Linked DNA regions of Mus musculus: region 2 is linked to region 1. The links are chromatin contacts, called in public promoter capture Hi-C maps. All regions are on one chromosome and are shown on one strand. The core of a region is the stretch at or near the end of the contact, and the rest is flanking DNA. Distances in the headings are between cores, read along the strand shown.

Region 1 (3,055 bases), core at 507-3,006:
CCAAATTTCTGAAGGTGCTTTCCAAGAACTCAAGTCTTACAAGAAACTCAGTTTCTCAAAAGATTGCAAGGGCATCTTAGTGACTTGGAGACACTTAATCTTTACCCTGTTGCATACAGGGAATGCAACAGATGTTCCTTCAGTGACTAATCGTCTTTTTTCACATACCATGTGACCCTGTCAGGAACCCATTTGCCTCTGTGGTCAAATATTTAGCCGCCTTCTTATGTCTCTGTTCCACTATTATTCTTTCAAATTCCATAAGTATTTTTTAAAGTCCTTTTCCATCTTTAAATGTGGTTTGCATAGTTATATCCTTATTTCTCAGTGCTTCTAATTTTTTTTTCGTTCCATAGAACGTCAACCTTTCCTCTCCCCAGCAAGGACAAGTCTAAACAGATACCAGGCTCGGCAGAGACTCATTTTCCATTTTCCATGGCAAAGACTCAGGATCTGAGCTCTAGAGCAGTCAGAGCTATCATTTGCTGTGTAGTTTTGTAAAGACAGTTTAATGTTAGGCTCTTAGTTTGCAGGAGAGCTAGCTAGCCCAAATAAAACATTATACATCTGTCTGTTGTTATGAGTGACCAACTTCAGCCGAACATTCTTCCTTAATAACAGCGGGCTTTCTTATAGAGTAAGAATGCACAGCAGCTAAAGGCAAGTGGAAATCTCCATTGGTTTACTGCCCTCAGTCTCGCATGCTCCAACATGCGAAGAACGTGGATAATAAGCATATCCTCCCATTTAAACACAGTGTGACTTGGATGCACATTGTTGTGAGATAAAAGAGGAAATTTCATGTCTTGGGAGCAGTGAGAAGAAGGCAAAGGGTGTTATGTTAACTTCCCTAAATGCGCTACCCAAAATGTTCACTTCAGGGAAGGTGTTTCTCCAACAGGCTAGCACGGGCTCACTTGCTGCTCCTGTCTAGATCAATTCAAACAGAGAAGAAGATGGGCTACCAGGGCTCTCTGTGATGCAGGAAGGAGAGACAGAGCCATGGGGGTTGTTTGATTTGAGTGTGGTGAAGTCAGTCAGACAGGAAGCATCTGGTTCAGACAGCCCAGGAGGGGACACAAGTATTTGATATATCACGTGTTTTACTTAATCAAACTGCAAACTGGGTGCAGACAGAGCTTGCAAGGAGGAAGCGTGAAGCCAACGGGATGGTGTCCCTTAATTCCCGCCTTCCTATGATGCAGTGGGAGGGTGTTTGAACGGGCAGCACTCTCTTCTCACCACGTGTCCTTAAATAAAATATATACGCAACACTTCTGATTGAGTTCCCCTAAACAATCTCTCTCATGAAGCCACTGTGTGGAGAACCTTTCATCACCCAAAAGCACCTATTTCACTTTAAGGTGACTAAGGCACAGGAAAGACCTTGTTAAATATGGTGTCTTAGTCTTCTGCCTTATGATACTTTTTTCTTTTTTCTTTTTTTAAAAAAAAAGGCAAAAAAAAAATGTGATTGTGATCTGAGTGATTAAATGGTAAGGAATGGCTCTCCATGTGATTCACCTGTCACTGGGAATGGAGTTCCTCCCGTTGTGAGTTTTCCTGGTCTTTATTACCCTAATGGGAATCGTACACCAGACAAAGGAAATGACTGACTCTTGCTTGGTTTGGAACCAAGTTATTTAAAAGTGGGACCCGTGTCCAAACGTTTCACAATCCAGTCTCACTCTTAGTCCGTGCTTTGACCACATGTCCGTGATACCGAAAGCAGAGCTCCCAGGTCTCGGAGGAGCACAGTTCACACCGACAGCCTAACATGGAAGATAGTGCACTTCAAGGACCTGGACTATGTCTGAGTCATCTGTTTCTTACACATGTGCTCACACGTGATCTCTGAGTGACGGGTGTTTTCTAATTTCAAAACACCTTCATGTTCAATCAGAATCTTAGCCCTTTGGCAGTTAGCTAATCTCCATCAGTAAATAGGGAAGCACAACACACTGAAGCCATCTGTACTTTATTAGCTGGAGGGTGGATGGCTCAATTTTGGTCGTATTAGGGTTGCCAGATAGGATATGAGATGGTCAGTTAAATTTGAATTTCAGATGGATAGCAAATACTTTTATTATAATGATGGTGATATTTAATACTTATTAATATTCATATACCAAAATTATTCCTCGTTGATCTAAAATGTTTTTATACATATTCTCTATATATGCGCCATGTAGAGATATACAAATAGCATGGCCACCTCATTTTTATTGGCTAAATATGATATTCTTTAGGGAAGAACAAAGCAGACTAGAAGTCCAAATCACGTAAAGACAAGGTTTTATATGCAGCGTTCTTAGAACACCATCCTGGTACTAGGAACTCTACAAACAAATGTAGTCATTATGGCCCTGTGGGACCAGGTACAACCTTTTCCTGCATGATTCTTAGAAACAGCCTGAAAACTGGTAATCAAGACTTTTCTTTTGTTTGCTTGGGGGACTGCAAACATGCACTACCATGCTAGGCTTGTGAAGTGCCAGGGAGTGAATCTAGGACTTAGCTCATGCTATGTGAGCATTCCCCAGCCCTGGTCTCATTTTCAACAAGTCAGTTCAGGGATTCTTAACCATTTTTTGTAATATGGTCTATTTGGGGGGGGGGGTGAGCTATAAAGACACATGGAATATAATTTTGGAGAATAAATTTTTCTTGGAATATAATTTTTAAGTAGATAAGAACAACCCGTGGAAATTACTAAAACAATATAGGAGGAACAGCGAGGCTGCCTCAGCATAAACACAGGGGGCCTCACAGTCGCAAAGACATCTCCTGCAGGAGGATCTAATTGAGGACTGCCTGAGAGACCAAAGATTGCTGGTTCAGACAACGCCAGCCAATCAGGAACTGCTGTTTAGAAGAGATACTTTCTTGGGACCAATGGGACATGGGTGGAGGGTATCAAAGGCGCTTGCAGCAGCTTTCAGACAAGCTTGCTACAATGCTTCTCACTTTTCCCTGGAGTTCATGCTGTTGATCCCCTGCTACCTCACCTCCAATCCCCAAGGGCAAGTAGGGTCAGGCAGTGGGCAGTCCAGGG
Region 2 (3,198 bases), core at 36-2,535, 710 kb before region 1:
TACTCAGTATAGGGCATATCCAAGTCCTAGTGGGCAGATTTTTAAAGTTTTCTCCCACATATTTAAAACAAACCACAGGACATGGGATGCACCTCGAGGCCTTCCTGGCTCATGGGAGGACAAAGTGGCTGCCATGCTTCTAGCAAGCTAAAATGTCTTTTAAATACTCACGATGCTCCCCTCAAAGCTCGCCCAGATCTCAGATCAGTGGCTCTGCTACAGACAGCTGTGGCCAGCAGCATTGCCTGGGAGTTGAACTGACTGGGCAGCCTGTGCTTGAAACAGCCTGCTTTTCAGGAGAGTGAAAGCCCTTTATTTCTGATCTTGATTCTGCTCACAGTTCGTAATGCTGAGACATTGCTGGGAAAATAACTGCCACCAACTCGCAACGACGTCACCCGTTGCCTATTTTCAAAGAACGAGGCACATCTGTGCAGCTACCTTAGATGTAGTGGCAACGAGAAGCCAGGTTGTGCTGGTCACTCACTGGACAGCCACTGAGCTGGTGAATGAGTTCACATTTGTCACAGACCAGTTTTTGTCCTGGTGCAGAAGATAACCCACGCTGTTGCATCCTTCCTACAGACAGGAAGTGGGAACATATACCATTATATAGAGAAATGGCAGCTCACAGGATGCTTCTGGAAGCTCCTGCTTTGGAAGGGTGAAAAAACACTTCCAAGAGTTGGGAGTTTGGTGGCTCAGTTTTATTGTTATTGAAGAGCGGATGAGAGAACTCTGTAGTTGTAGCAGCTTGATAAAAGACTTGCTGGAGAAGCAGGCATTTACAACTGTAGGGTACCCACTTGATTCACTGTTTTAAATACTTAAGAAATGCTGACCAGATTAACATTTTCAAATGCTTCCACACTAATGTCTTTAGACTTAGGGAAACATCTGAGTACACTTGGAATATGAATAGTCCTTGGAGAGTGGGAAGTCACATTTTAAGGAAAACAGTCCTGCCCATATCGGTGTTTGTCCTTACCACAGGCCGTTCTAGAACACGGATACAGAAGTGCTATAAATGCGAACTTGAAAGTGCTAACACACCGATGGAGAGGCAGCTTAACACGTTTTTGTTGTGTGTCTACCATGTGTGCGCACGTGCCATGTTGTGGAGGCCAGAGGATGACTTTGTGGAGCAGGTTCTCCATTCCACATTTGCATAGGCTGCCCAGGTTGCTCCAGGTTTCTGTAGCACGCCTCTCTCTACCCACGAAGCCAGCCATCTTGCCAGCTCTGTTTGTCTCAGAGTTCTCAGCAGTGCTCTTAGCAGTGTGGTTAGTGCTGAGTCCCCATGCAGCCTCCGGCCTCCCTCACGGTGGTTTCTGCGGAATTCCCATTTGTTTGTCTTTGAACTTGAGACTTTCATCACCTGGGGTTCCTGTAAATTGTATTCTGGACTTTTCCCTACTTAGGGCATAAGTTAATTGAAGTTCAAATCTACTTTACAGGGTACTTTAAAAAATGTTTTCCATTTCTGCAGTTTAGCTTTTCCCCTTTCTTGATTGGAAGTAAAATGTCTTAAGAGTTTGTCTTTACCAGGTTGATAAACTGTCAGCACAGGCTCTTCCACCACATCTGGAGTAACCACTACTAATTCTTCCACCACATCTGGAGTAACCACTACTAATTCAGCATTTTCTTGGGAAGAGAGATTTTAGTTGTGATGGGGTTTTATCTAATACTGGGCATGAACCAGCTGACTTAGTTTTCTTAGTATGCAATGCATGGATGTAGTTATTTGGCTGATACTAGTAGAATTCTTTGAGGGGTACCCGCTTCCCTTTTGCTATATTTTGAAATTGTACTTATTTTATCCTAGCATTTGCTCAAAATAGATTTAATGTTCATTTTTGCATTTGGTATTCATGGAGACCCCAGCTTATAAGTTTCTACTTTTAAGAAAGTCCTCTGAAGGTAAAAACACCAAGGCACTTTGTTTCTACAGAGCCTAATGAGTTACGTCAGACCAGCCTAGTAAAAAACATTGGAAGTTACATAACCCTAACCCTTTGAGGGAATAGTCTCCTGTTTGGAAGAGCTTGTAGATGTCAGATTGACCTTTCAGGTGGCTGGGAACAGTCTGGGGGCTCTGGAAGAGCAGCCATTGCTACCTTCTGTTTTCTGAGCTGGTTTCTCTATGCATTTCTGTCTGCCCTAGATCTAACTATAGACCAGGCTGGCTTAGAACTGAGAGATCTGCCTTCCTCCTTCCAAATGGGAGTGCTGAGATTAAAGGTTATGTGCCGCCACCACACCTGGTGCAAAACTATATTTATTTATAGTCAGGTGACATGTGCAAGCAGCCAGGCCAAGCTTGCTTGATGATAGCTGACCAAAACGTTGCCTTTTTCTGGGACTCAGTAAGAAAGACAAAGGCTGCCAAGTCCTCCAGATGCCTATGTGTTTTTTACTTTGGTGTTCTACAGCCTCTGTATTGATGTGGCTATTACATTCATGTCTGACTCTTCATGACTGTAAGACTGATTTTAAGAAATCCCCAAACTCCAGCTGGTAGCAGATAGATACATCAAAGCACTTGAAACTTGTGTCTTTGAGACTTCTGCAGAAATACAAGAGTTGAGCTTTCATGTCTGGCAGACATCTCTTGCTTTCCAGCCATCCTTGAACATTGCTGAGATCTGTGACAGGGACCTGTCTGCCTCTTCAGTGGGCTGTTTGCCTAGCTTCAGGTTCTGACAACCCCCTTCACAATATTTAGCTCAGCAGAAATGTACTTCCTTAAAGGAACCCTTCCGTGAGTCCATAGTACAGGTGCCAATGCTTGTGGATTGCTAAGACACCCACACACAGGCAGGCAGAAGGACTCTGTCTGCTAACCACACACAGGCAGGCAGAAGGACTCTGTCTGCTAACCACACACAGGCAGGCAGAAGGACTCTGTCTGCTAACCACACACAGGCAGGCAGAAGGACTCTGCGTCTGCCATGAGCTTGAGGTTGTGGGTTCCCAGCTCTGTAAAGCGATGTTGGAGAGAAGGTAAGGTTGAGGCCATGCTAAACTTTGTCGAGTCAGTAGAGTTTCCTTTTGTACCGACTCGGCAATTTAACCACTTGAATAAAGGAGATGCTGGTGCTGGACTCCATTGTCAGGAAGTGCTTCCTTACTAGGGTGCTGGGAAGTTACTTCAGAGTGCTACAAAATATTTCACAGTAATTTGAAGTACAATTA

What was found. Promoter capture Hi-C pulls out the DNA fragments that hold promoters and counts their contacts.
Region 2: a contact with region 1 is called in a promoter capture Hi-C map of the C10 cell line, with 2.9 times the contacts expected there. The contact joins two enhancer-like sites. A contact is called at or near these places in 3 of 39 promoter capture datasets (the C10 cell line, hippocampal neurons and pre-B cells).

What each region holds. Positions count from the first base shown.
Region 1 is chr16:95,282,347-95,285,401 of GRCm38.p6, reverse strand. The region is part of intron 2 of Kcnj15 (potassium inwardly-rectifying channel, subfamily J, member 15); the gene reads right to left. Among named protein-coding and RNA genes, the nearest start is that of Gm31641, 24 kb to the right of the region's middle. Within about 2 kb of position 1,756, at least 35 of the 459 cell types and tissues checked have an H3K27ac peak or open chromatin away from gene starts, as enhancers often do.
Region 2 is chr16:95,994,433-95,997,630 of GRCm38.p6, reverse strand. The region is part of intron 41 of Brwd1 (bromodomain and WD repeat domain containing 1); the gene reads left to right. Among named protein-coding and RNA genes, the nearest start is that of Psmg1, 5.1 kb to the right of the region's middle. Within about 2 kb of position 1,285, at least 8 of the 459 cell types and tissues checked have an H3K27ac peak or open chromatin away from gene starts, as enhancers often do.